Regions from separate parts of the Danio rerio genome. Here region 2 is linked to region 1. A link is a contact called in public HiCAR-type data. All regions are on one chromosome and are shown on one strand. Each heading gives the region's core, a stretch centred on a gene start, on an enhancer-like site or on the middle of the called end of the contact. The rest is flanking DNA. Distances are from core to core; before and after follow the strand shown. Region 1 overlaps pex14 (peroxisomal biogenesis factor 14). Region 2 overlaps casz1 (castor zinc finger 1).

Region 1 (6,853 bases), core at 1,990-4,489:
TATTAGCCCTCGTTTAAAACAGTTTTAATAACTCATTTCTAATAACTGATTTATTTTATCTTTGAGGACAGTAAATATTATTTGACTAGATATTTTTCAAGACACTTGTATACAGCTTAAAGTGACATTAAAAAGCCTTAACTAGTTAATTAGGTTAACTAGGCAGGTTAGGGTAATTAGGCAAGTTATTGTATAACGATGGTTTGTTCTGTAGACTATCAAAACAAATTAGTTTAAAAGGGCTAATAAATTGACCTTAAAACTAATTTTAAAAAAATTTAAATGGCTTTTATTCTAGCTGAAATTAAACAAATAAGACTTTCTCCAGAAGTAAATATATTATCAGACACACTGTGAAAATGTCCTTGCTCTGTTAAACATCATTTGGGAAATAGTTCAAAAAAGAAAAAAATTCAAAGGAGGGCTAATAATTCTGACTTCAAATCTATACATATGCAGATATACAAAGCCAGTTTGGGCAGTTCTATTAATACTGATTAATAAGTAGTAGGGTTGCAGAATATTGGAAAAATCTGACATTGCGATATTTTGTATTTCTGTGGTATATATTGCAATATCTATACAATTTCACCGGATGACTTGAATAGCTCTATTAGGGAATAATTTATACATTTTAGATTGATTGGGATAATTCTGTAGGGGAGTGAATGATGCATGACTTGTAATAAACAAATTATAAGCATAGATAAATACAACAGCAATTTTTTTTATGTTGTGCTTTCTATATAGTCAAATTTTATTCAGCTACAGAAATTGGAAAAATCAAATATAAAATAACACCACAACGTCTTTACTGTTAAAATAGTTCAGTGATTTTTCTTTTTTTATTGAAGCTACAAATGGTAAAATTTCATGTGCCAGAATGCTTTAAACTCTTTTAGAGGCTAAAAGTGTGCAAATGATAAACTTTTACTCCATTATGTTTAAAGTCTGCAGTAACTCCACAAATCTCATGTATTTTGAACTGTGTGGCTATATGAACCCGATATACTATACAGTTTATAATCCTAAACCATAGTCACAACTTAACAAAGCAGATCCTGCGATGTGACTATTGCGGATGTGCACATTGCTATATTAATACTGAAACAATTTATCATGCAGCTCTAATAAATAGTAACATTTATTAATTACTTTAAGTGTCATACTTAAAAGATAAAATAAAATAAGTGAAGCTTATCATCTAAAAGGTCAGCTTGAGCTTTTAAAATAATGACTATATACAGCTATAAGTCAGAATTGTTAGTTAGTTAAGTTAACTAGGCAAGTTAGGGTAAATAGGGAAGTCATTGTGAATATTCCTACAAAAGAAAGTTGAACAAAAGAACATTTTTTTCAGAATTTTTATCAGAGATTAACATTGCTGTAAACTTTATATAGATTTGTTTAACATATTGTACCATTTTTTTTAATCAGTGGAACGTGTAATAAAATGATATTTGGCAAAAATGTATTGTGTATGTATTTCATTATAAATTATATATTTTACATTTTATAAATGAGTAAATTTCATTAATAAATTTGAGTAAATGGTGATTTATTTGCATATATTATAAAAGCACATTCCGCTAATAATATTAAATTCAACATCTATCACTCAAAAAAACTAGTAATTTTCACATGATTCATTCAAGTGGTTTTTGTTGAAAAATAGATATGAGTAAATGGTGGTGGATTTGCTTAAATTATAAAAGCACATTCCGCTAATAATATTAAAATATATATATATATATATATATATATATATATATATATATATATATATATATATATATATATATATATATATATATATATATATTTTAATATATATATATAAATAAATTCACACACAGTTTTAAACATTATTTTGGGACATTCCTAAAAATAATAGCGTGAAATATGCATATATGAGAGAGAAATAGACAGAACGATGAAACTGTGGCCCCTGGAATCAGCAGTGGGGGGGCAGTACTTAGCCCGGCTCACCGCAAATATTCCAGCAGTAATCCAGTAATGGATACTTCCTCAGCTCCTCAATTGGTCAAAATGTTTTCATACAATAATTTAATTCAGAAACACTTTTACAAAGCAAGAGTAATCAATTTTAATTAGTTGATTTCCCCCCCCCAATTGTATAAAGTTTAATGTACTGCCATCGATCCTCTTTGTTCTTTAATGCAGTGCTGCTTTCCTGTAATTTGAGGCATTTTTTTTCTCTACTTTTACAGTCAATGATGACATTCGGTGACAGGCCGTGCAAAATGTCTCCAAGTTGCAAATGAACCCAGCATAAACACACACACACACACACACACACACACACACACACACACACACACACACATACACGCACACACTCTCTCTCTCTCTTAATACCAGCACAATTTATAACAAAACCAAAGGGAAACAAAACAAACATCCGATTTCAAGACAATCTAAAGGAAACGAAGCATAAATTAATAGCAGCCTATCATGACTTGGTGCCACATCCTAATAACACGTTGCGATCTGGCTCATAGATAAACACAAAGGCGGTCTTAAACCCGACGCTGGATCCTTGTCCTTCAATTTCAGAGACACTACCACCCTTCACATCCAATTAGCTAATTGAAGCAAAATGAAAACAGCACCAATGGCAACAACGCCGCACTCATGTCCAAAACGCACAATGCAGGGTTTATGGAGACGACGGAAGAGCCTTCTTGTCAGCTACGACTGCCATAACCCTGACGAGTGTCTTCTCGCTCTTCTCCAGATGCCAGCCTACCCATAAGCCCACATAAACATGCACGCAAAATCAGAGAGTACAATTTTACACCACCATCTCTTTCACTAAACAGTACACTGACAATTAAAAGGGAAATGTGCTTGCCTGTGGTTAGTTGATTAGGCATAAGCACAATATGACAGTGGCAGACAGATTGTGACATTCTGGTGACATTATCATCTCACGACGGCTCGTATTCAATGCTTATTGCACGTTGCGGATCAACAGTTTTGCAGTCTTCAAAAAGCAGAGGAATTGGTGACCCTCTCCTCAATGGCTTTAATGGACGCAGAAGTGGATGGAGAGGTTTAAGTGAAACAAATGCAGATAGTTGGTGTAGGAGGGGGCGGGAAAGGGGGAATAGAAAGTTTAAAGTAAGATCAGAGAAGGAAAGAGACAAAGACAGGGCAACCTGGTCTCCCATGCACAGCTCAAAAGATGAATACCACCATCTACTGGTTGAAAGGAGAAGCGCGGCACAATTGAGGTGGGGGCTCGTCCGTGTGAACCGACAGGCCTCACAGGCTGAGATAGTCAGAGCTGTCAGGAATGATTAGACGACAATGGAGCTCGCTTTTAAAGAGATCCTCTGACCACAATCAGAATCACATGACTTGGAAGAGCAGTGTTTAATGCAACGTTCAGATTAGAACCATGGCAAACTTTTATTAAAAACACCAATTCGGGTGTGCTTCTAGATAAACAAGAACATTTTAATTACTGCATTGACTTAGAATTGCATTTTTTTCCAAAGTTGTCTTTTGTTTTTCTTGCAAAATGGGTTGGAAGGGGGTAGAAAATAAAAGGGTTGCTGAGTGATTTATGCTTGTTGACTCATATAGAGAATTGCTGTTACTCAACTGAAGCCACAGAATCTGAGAAATGCTTGTCTGCGAGAATAATCGAGCATTTCTAAAGGTTCAGCCAGAATGTACAGGTTTTACTGCATAATTGCCCAAAGCATGTCTGCGGTGCGATTGTGCCACCCAGCCCTGTTCTCAAACCTGTGTATAAATCAGGAGAGCTTGCGTAAAAACTGTCTTGACCCTGCCCAAGCAACAATAACTATGAAAAACACCGAAACACAATGGAATGAACAAGCAGGGATCTGATCACACGCAAAACTTCAAACAAGATTGACAGATCAGACTGGCTTTCAAAAGGGAGGTTTTATAGTCACACCTTAAATGAATAGTTTTACCCAAAATGAAAAAAAGTTTCACCCTTTATGTCATTAAAAACTGTATGACTATGTGACTGTTTTGTCCATACAGTACATCGATGATCAGTTGGGTCCAAATGGGCTCCCACAATGTAAAGACGATAACATTATGAAAAGTTTGTATTCTTATTTTATGTTTGATTTAGGAATATGATTTTTATGTTGTGGGTGAAATTTTTCTAATCTGGATTCAGATTTCCCTAAAAGAATTCACCAGATATATGAGGGGAAAAATAGGTTAAAGATGGTAGAGTTTTAAAATAGTTACTTTTTAACTTTTTTTCTTTAAATTTACAAAACATACACTCACCGGCCACTTTATTAGGTACACCTGTCTAACTGCTTGTTAACGCAAATTTTAAATGAGTCAATCACATGACAGCAACTCAATGCATTTAGGCATGTAGACATTGTCAAGACGATCTACTACAGTTCAAACAGAGCATTAGAATGGGGAAGAAAGGTGATTTAAAAGACTTTAAACTTGGCATGGTTGGTGCCCGAAAGGCTGGATTGAGTATTTCAGAAACTGCTGATCTACTGTGATTTTCATGCACAACCATCTCTAGGGTTTACAGAGAATTGACCAAAAAAGAGAAAATACCCAGTGAGTGGCAGTTCTGTGGGCACAAATGCCTTGTTGATGCCAGAGGTCAGAGTAGAATGGCCAGACTGGTTTTAGCTGATATAAAGGCAACAGCAGCTCAAATAACCACTTGTTACAACTGAGGTATGCAGAAGAGCGTCTCTGAATCCACAACATGTCAAACCTTAAGGCGGATGGGCTACAGTAGCAGAAGACCACACAGAGTGCCACTCCTGTCAGCAAGAACAGAAAACAGACAAAAATTTGCACAGGCTCGCCACAATTGGACAATAAATAGGAAAAACATTGCCTGGTCTGATGAGTCTCGATTTCTGCTGCGACATTCAGATGGTAGGGTCAGAATTTTGTGTCAACAATATAAAAGCATGGATCCATCCTGCCTTGTATAAACAGTTCAGGCTGGTGTTGGTGGTGTAATGGTGTGGGGGATATTTTTTGGAACACTTTGGGACCATTTGTACCAAATGAGAATTGTCAATGCCACAGCCTACCCGAGTATTGTTGCTGACCATGTCCATCCCTTTATGACCACAGTGTACTCATCTTTTGATGGCAACTTCCAGCAGGATAACGCTTCATGTCATAAAGTGCAAATCATCATCAGACTGGTTTCTTTAACATGCCAATGAGTTCACTGTACTCAAATGGTCTCTACAGTCACCAGATCTCAATCCAATAGAGCACCTTTGGGTTGTGGTGGAATAGGAAATTTGTATTATGAGGGTGAAGCTGACAAATTTGCAACAACTGCGTGATGCCATCATGTCAATATGGACTAAAATCTCATATGAATATTTCCAGTATCATGTTCTGGCAGTTCTGAAGCAAAAAGAGGGTGGGACCAACTCTGTACTAGTTAAGTGTACCTAATAGAGTTGCAAATTAGTGTATGTACACATGAAAAAATATATTTAAAAAAAATACAAACATATTTTTTATTCATTTGTTTTTTTAACAGCCAAAAATATTATTAGGCACATTGTGCAACACCTCAGTGTCAAAACATTGCAGGTATTAATAATAAGAATTAATAAAAATATGCATCGTGTGTTAACCAGCATTTATGATTGTCGTTTTGCACGTCAAACTGAACTGACCCATAAAACGTTTGCAAGTAAAAGTGAACGTGAATTATTACAATCTAAAATAGCTTTGTTGCAGTATAAGATGCAATATGTGCTCAATACGCAAGGCTCTCCATGAGTCTTTGCTGTGGCCGGAGGTGACCCTTGCTGGCTTTATGGGCCACGAGGATCCAGACGTACGCGTGCGTGTGTGTGTGTGCGTGTGTGTGTGTGTGTGTGTGTGTGTGTGTGTGTGTGTGTGTGTGTGTGTGTGTGTGTGTGTGAGTTCTGCTCCAGTGTCACAGCATGGCGTGTTGGAGCCCAGGGGCTGCGCTGGCAGGCCACTCACTGACAGACACACACCTGCTCTGACATTTCCTGCCGACCTTGACTGAGGAAAAACACATGACAATACATCTCTGCTGAATCCAAGAGACGATCAGCCCTCTGTCTTACTCTATACCCAACTTCTTTAAAGCAACAGTTCAACCAAATACTGGAATCCCTCTATCTCATTACTCATGCTTGTGTCATTTCAAACCCATGACGAATAAACTAAAATGTGCATCTTTGATTTTTTATTATTTATTTATTTAACTGTGACTGAATCAAGTCAGTGAGTCACCCTTTGGATCCAGTTCAGATTACAAATCATTTAGACGGTTTGTGAAATGATTCATTCAAAAACAACCATTTCTGAATTATGAACACATAATTCAGACGCTGCTCTTTACGTGTGTTTTTAACAGCTTTGAACACGCCAGGTTCACAAACACACCATACACTGTCAAAAATGATATGAGAAACAGCCTTCACAACAAAAGCTTTTATGCTTTTATGTTTTACAACTTATTTTAATAAGCTACTTTTTTAAGATATACAAAGTATAACTGATGTAAGTTGAGATGACTGGAAAAGGCCAGTTGATTTACACCAAATTATTTAAGGTAGTAATAATTTTTGTACAGTGCATCTTTCTAAAGTTTTGGGTCAGTAAGATTTGTGTTTTGTTTTGGTTTTCTCCTGGTCAACAAAGCTGCCTTTACTAACGAAACATTCAGCAAAACTGCAATACTTCTGTGTGGAGTTTGCATGTTCTCCCCACGTTTCCGTGGGTTTCCCCCACAGTCCAAACACATGCGGTACAGGTAAATTGGGTAGGCTAAATTGTCCATAGTGTATGTGTGTGA
Region 2 (6,853 bases), core at 2,286-4,785, 220 kb before region 1:
AGTTTGGGGACTGGAGGCTGTTCTTCCCTAGCCCCAGACTTTTGTTAAGACCAACGAGGGGGGAGGCTGAGGTGTCTCTTTAGTCTGGGGTGTTCTAGTTCATATACTTAGTCTGTATTTGAAACCGCCTGCCTGCTTTTTTTTTCTACATTGAGACTATCTCAGTGACAGGTGTGGATTTAGAGTCCTTAAATCACTTCAACTTGAATTCTATTAAGACATAGAACTAATAGGGTAAAAGGCTTCACATTTTATTATTATTGTAATTCACCATTTATTACCATATATTGTTTTAATAAAATAAATTAATTATATGATTTTATGGTTTTTATTATTTATTATATTAGTTTTTTTTTACTTTATTTTACAGTGTCCTTTTTTACAGTTCAATACTGAGTCATGTTAATTACCAACATCCATATACTTCAGGTTTAGAGTTACAATTAAGAGTGCTTTTAGTTAATAGGCATGCAATTACAGTTGAAGTCAGAATTATTAAACCCCTGAATTACAGTATTAGCCCCCCTGGTATTTTAACGAAAAGAAGATTTTTTCAACACATTTCTAAACACAATACTTTTAATAACTTGTTTCTAATAACTGATTTATATTATCTTTGCCATGATAACAGTAAATAATATTTAAATAGATATTTTTAAAGACACTTCTATACAGCTTAAAGTGACATTTAAAGGCTTAACTATGTTAATTAGATTAACTAGGAAAATTAGGGTAATTCAGCAAGTTATTGTATAACGATTGTTTGTTCTGTAGACTATTGAAAAAATATATAGCTGAATAGAGGCTAATGATTTTGATCTTAATATATATTTTTTTAGATTAAAAACTTCTTTTATTCTAGCCGAAATAAAACAAATAACACTTTCTCCAGAAAAAAAAAAATATTATTAGACTGTGAAAATTTCCTGGCTCTGTTAAACATCATTTGGGAAATATTTAAAAAAGAAAAAATAAATCAAAGGGGGGGCTAATAATTCTGACTTCAGCTCTATATTAATATTGCTGTACTTACTTACAGTAATCACATGCAACTTGTAACAAGGACACTATAATATTTTATTACAAATAAATATTTTGTACTTTTTATAAACACTGAATGTCTTTGCCATGTTTGACAACATTTGTGCATTAAAAAAGTAAAGAAAAGTGACATTTATTGAGAGCTGAATGTTTAAAACCTTAAAACAGTACATTCATTATTAAATGGAAGAGGTGTTTAAATTAGTACAGATTCTCTCATACTTTCTATATCTGTAATTAAAGTCATGAAATACACTTGTGGTTACTTTTCAACGAAACTTGCACGAACCTGAGGGGAACTGACTTCATGCACTGACTAAAAATCACCTTGACACCACTTGCAAAAATGCCTCAGATGGTGAAATTAATTCTGATAAAAGCTGGAGCATCATTTATATTTATGGTTTGATCATTCGTCATCTAAAACAAATGCATTCAGATATTATAATTATCAAAAAGTGTTCTTTTGTTTTTGTAGTGGGCCACTGTATATTTTTGGAACGACCAACTTACGAAATGAGTCAATCCTTCTTGCAAGTTATATGGCAAACAAGCCACCTGACACCAGGCTTGTGTGCTATTATTTGTGCAATTTTATGTCCATCTATTCATACACACTGAGTAATGAATGAAAGGGCATGTTGGGTTGTTGAAGGCAGCCTTCATTAAATAGTGTTCCAGCGTGATTTAGATATTTTCCAGCACTGCACAGACCACGACAAATGCCATGTTACGGCTTGCACAACCAGCAGAAATAGAATGAAAATACCTGTTGAAGTCTGCCTGGAGGTCTTTTTTTTTTTTGCAACTTTTTTATACCTTACATTATGCAATCTGTGGTGTAGATCCCTGGTATGTGTGGATTGTCTGAAAGCATAAGGCAGGTAGGGGAGAGATAGGGAATGCTAATGGCTTGTTTATTTTGCCTGTACGCTGCTATCCTTGAATACCATATTTGGATTTTGTTCTCACTTAGTGAGCTCAGACCCTTTCAAAGAGGTTCCAACACCTGTCCTGCTTATTGTGCCGGAATTTTCTATATTTGGCTTATAGTCAGACTCATTGGTTGGTACAAAGGGGAGACATTTGTCAAAGTCGACGACTGGGGATAGAGATTCTGACTTGTTAGGCTTTGAAAAAAGGGCAAAGAATAATTTCACACAGAAAATGTTTTCCATACAGTCATCGTAATAAATCAATCTGCAAAAACAAATGTTTACATTATATATATATATATATATATATATATATATATATATATATATATATATATATATATATATATATATATATATATAATAATTTTTTAAGTGTTTTATAACTTGTCCCCATAACTGTGTTTCTGCAACCAAAGGTAATCTTATCTTGGAAAGGAGGGAAGAAATTTTAATAATCGTAATTCAGATGGATTTGATTGTCTTGATAAGTAATCAGAGATTCATGATAAATAAGGGAACATTATGACTTCAGCACATCAGAGCACTGATTGTTCTGAAAGTGTCATGTCCATTGGACGCCCATCTGAGCTTCTCTACAGAGTGAAATAACCCACCCGGCCCTTAATTGTTTGGAAATATTGGAGGCCCCTTTTCACCTGCGTGTGCGCTCCCCTCTCCCCTGATTCATTTCAGAGAGCGTCCTCGGCTGCTGGAAAATGGCGTTAATTTTTTTATTACCTGTTTGACTCTCCAGCCTTATTACTGTAGCCCCTTAATGTTCTCCGTAACCGTGGAAACCAGATGAATAAACGTCCGCAAAAGAAAATGAGATGATTAAACAGGTCATCCTTGCAAAACAAATTCGCTTGGTCGAGCGCAATTTGTGTACCAAGCGCCTGTCTTAACAGTTTGCTAACAAGGGGATTGTTTGCAAGGGTAACGGGATAAGAGGGAAAAAATAAATAAATAAAAAACTGGGGAATAATGATAAACTAGCTCTGAACATGAAATAATCTGTTTGGAAAAAAATATTATGGTTGGGGAAAATAAAGCAACTTAATTGCTTAAAAGCCTCTGTGTCTTTGACATCTTTTTTGCCCATAGAAGGAATTTGCCAATGTGCTTAACGCACACTTGGCTCAAGCACACACGTTACAAATCCTCCAGTATTTGAATAGTTATCTCCTATTTAAGGTATAGACTATACATTCCTGGAGGTATGTGGATAGTACGCAAAGACAGCGAACAAGATTCATGTCATAACGGCGGACCGTCTCGTACGGCACACCTCCTGGCTCCATCTTCGGACCCTTTAAGTTTTAATGCTTTCTCCTCCACCCTTCCTCTCTTCCTTTTCTCCCATAGTGCACTTGTTTTGACCCCTTTTGTGCATATTTAACAAGCAATATTTCATCTCACTATGATAGTTTGGTCGCTCTCATCCCTGTAAATAAGAGACTTGCTTTTGCCGATTTAGATATGTAAAGATAGGGCAGAATCCCAGGCCTGAATTAAAGCTATGTCTGTGTTCACAGCGAGACCGCTAATGACAAACGGTGGCCATGCCGTGGTGATGTTGTTTATGGAAGTACGCCACTCAAGGGTGTTGGCTGTTTACACTGAAGCTCCACTTTCCCTCATTCTTAAAAAATAAGCCCTCCTCTGATCATCTTTTGCGTTTGTTTCCCCCTCCCGAATCGAGGGGGTGTGGGTTGGTACTGGATTCGAGGTCTCTCGGGGCGAAAGCGTGGCACATTTTGAGAGAGTGCTGCTGCCCCAGCACTGGGGTGTGTGTGTGGCAGAAACTGAAAAGCACTCGTGCATTATTGATGTTTTAATTTGTGCAAATGCCCGAGTCTTTGTTAAGTGATTATAGAGCTGTAGAGATAAGAGACAGGTACTTTGGGCAGAAACAAGAGCTGGTGCCCACTTTGCTGGCCTAGTTTAGGTGCATTGCTTGGCAAGGTTCAGCACAAAAATGTCAACGTGTCAAAGATATATGAGAAAAAAAAGCACTGTTGATCTTTTGTACTTTTTTCCAAACTACACCTCTCCCATTTATGGTAGAGTTTTATAGATCTTTTACATCCCTTATCAAAAATTATTTGATGTAAATATAATAGAACTGACCTGAAAAGCCCCATAAGCAAATATTGTGTGTGTCACGCCAGCAGCTGACCTTGGGAAAGAATGCAAAGTTATAATACCTCACGCTAGAACAACAAACCCATAAAATAATGCTACACAAAGTGAGCTGGTTTAGGTAAATACGAGAGAAGGACTTCGCTTTTTTCAAACCTTGATTAACAGGAACACGAGATCATAAAGTTTTCCATGACGTGCCTCATTGCTGTTGTAACTGGCAGACGGTTTGTGCTGCCTTTATCATTGCTGGGCACAAAAAGAGTGAATCAACAGGAAAAGTGAAATGTTGTATTTATGCTGTCATTCAAAACACATGCACAAGTGCAAAGTCGCTTTTTCGAATGAGAATGATCATGGGGTCAATAATACTGGAGGGTGTTTTTTACTTCTGTTTTTTGTGTGTTTAGAATAGGTGTGTCTGTGAAAAAAAACAAAGCAATAATAAGGCAATTATTATCATGTGGATATGTATATTGTTACTGCACAATTGCTCATAATAATAATGATAATAAATAATAATAATAATAATAATATTAATTAATAATAATAATTGTTATAAGAATGACTATAAAATAATAATTAAAATAAATTTTGTTATTATTATTATTATCAAATAATTAAAACTTTTTTTACTGTTTTTTGTGTTTTTAGAAAAGGTGTGTCTGTGAAAAAAAAACAATAAAATGAAAGTATAATTGTCACGTGGTAATATATATTGTTATTGAATAATTGTTTATAATAATAATAATAATAAAAAGAAGAAGAAATATTATTATTATTATTATTATTATTATCATCATCATCATTATCATCATTATGATCATTATTGTCAAATTAATTATAAAAATAATATAATTTATGCACATGTTTGTTTGTAACTTCTGCTTTCATTGACATCATATAGAATATTTTAAAGCACGTTCCCCTCACACAGCCCGTCATCCTGTTGAAATGAATCAATGTGCAGTTTGCACTCATCGGGCACAGCATGAATGAGGCCGAGAGAAACAAGCGCATAGCTGAAAGCTCTCGCAGCTTTAACAGGGAGCCTGTCTTTCATTCTGACCCACACACTCTTACAGACGCAGCGCTGGTGGCTACTTCCACTTACCGCTCTGGAAAAAAAAAAGGCTCGCCACGTCCCATTTCCACTGAAATCTGCATTAAACCTGTCTCATGAGGGCCACTGGCTTAGTATGGGAAATGAAAAGATATGTCGTCTCAGGTGGGATGAGAGAAAGGAAGATGTTAGTTCTGAAATTTAGGGTTTCAGTTCGCTGTGCAATCTGACCCCACTTGAAAACAGAACGAAATGTCCTTCATACTAAATAGGCACTTGAACCAATAGGGCTGAAATGAGTGTATAGTAATAGACTTTATGATATTTGAAAGCGGTGTTTTGCAGAAGTAAAAGAAATCTCCCCTCCCCAGGGTGAAAGCTGAGCCCGCGCAGGAAAGTGAGCCTCTATTTTAACGTGTTTCTCTGTGACAGATGACATTTAGCCCATCTATTGGATCGCATATCTCACATTATCTCTTATTTCACTAAACCCAGGCTTAATTAATAATTGATGCAAATGATATAATACCACTGATAGAGAAGAAGAGAATAATCTTCGGAATTATGTTTATTTCATGTTTTTGTCTTAGAAAGAAAGTTTTTTTTTTTACTTAATTATTCGGGTGCATAATAAACTAGCACAGAAAAAAGCATTCTTACACAGAATATTATACTTTTTTTTCTTACATTTTGACTGTATGTGTTTGGTGGAAACTTGATTCACTTCTGGTAAGCAGGCGCTGTATATTCTCAGCCTGAAATGTATACTGTATGTGGTGTGCATGTTGAGGCAGTAAAGGTTTTATTTGGTTCCTGTGCACCTAGAATGTTCTGCGCTTTCTCAGCGGCTCACAAAGAGCAGTTATGTGCTGTAATTAACATTTCGGCGGAGTTATATCACTTTGCCTCTATTTTGTAATCAGCAAAGGTTTTCTGAGGTGAAAATACTGACATATCCCAATAATTAGAGACTGAAGTACACTTTTTATGATGTGCATATTTCCCAACCAGGAACTGGGCGAGAGAGGGCTGAAGCAAGAGAAAAGATAGAAGAAGAGAAAACAACATGTTTTGGCAAGTTGTTTTACATATCAACATTTTTTTTTGTGTGTGTGTGTGTGTGCGCTTTGAAATTCGTTCTCTGTCAGTGGTGAGCTGCCATATAGAAGATGCATTAAAAGTGCCATAACTCGCATAACCCAGCCGGGCTAAAATCAATTGGAATGGATAGTTAAGCTGGCGCTAAAAATCAATGAGCAATTCATGTCCTTGATCATACTGTGTCATTTCTCTCAATGTTAGAGCTCAAAGCTTAGCAGAGCATGACCAGCCCTCCCTTTGCGCATTACAATACATATAAGTATCCATATTTCTTTGTTTGTGTTGCAAATGCGTGCATATTTCTACCTGCTTTCTTTGCAAGCCAAGTGCACAGTTGTGCTGGCCTCTGCCACGCGTGCTGTAGGAAGAATATCCCGAGTAAGAGAAATCTTATCTGGCCAATCTTGGCTGAACTGGATGAGTTGCTATCTCAATCAAACACTTAAAAATAGCTGAGGGTCAAATTTCAATGATCATAGTCTTCTTGGCCTCTCAAAATGTTGCAATCAATTTGCATGGCATACCGAGCAATGGGAAGTCTACCCGTCCGCAGGTCCTGTAACGGAGG

What was found. HiCAR-type assays count read pairs that join an accessible place to other places.
Region 2: a contact with region 1 is called in a HiCAR-type map of caudal fin, with 4 times the contacts expected there. The contact joins two enhancer-like sites. A contact is called at or near these places in 1 of 18 Hi-C or Micro-C datasets (caudal fin) and 1 of 4 datasets of contacts at active chromatin or transcription factors (caudal fin).

Annotation. Positions count from the first base shown.
Region 1 is chr23:31,770,012-31,776,864 of GRCz12tu, reverse strand. The region is part of intron 2 of pex14 (peroxisomal biogenesis factor 14); the gene reads right to left. Among named protein-coding and RNA genes, the nearest start is that of pex14, 35 kb to the right of the region's middle. Within about 2 kb of position 3,239, at least 7 of the 62 cell types and tissues checked have an H3K27ac peak or open chromatin away from gene starts, as enhancers often do. A contact at or near this core is called in caudal fin, where this site is marked.
Region 2 is chr23:31,987,428-31,994,280 of GRCz12tu, reverse strand. It overlaps casz1 (castor zinc finger 1), which reads left to right. Exons shown (of 24, transcript XM_073939087.1): 6 at 6,196-6,258. Among named protein-coding and RNA genes, the nearest start is that of si:dkey-246i21.1, 200 kb to the left of the region's middle. Within about 2 kb of position 3,535, at least 5 of the 62 cell types and tissues checked have an H3K27ac peak or open chromatin away from gene starts, as enhancers often do. A contact at or near this core is called in caudal fin, where this site is marked.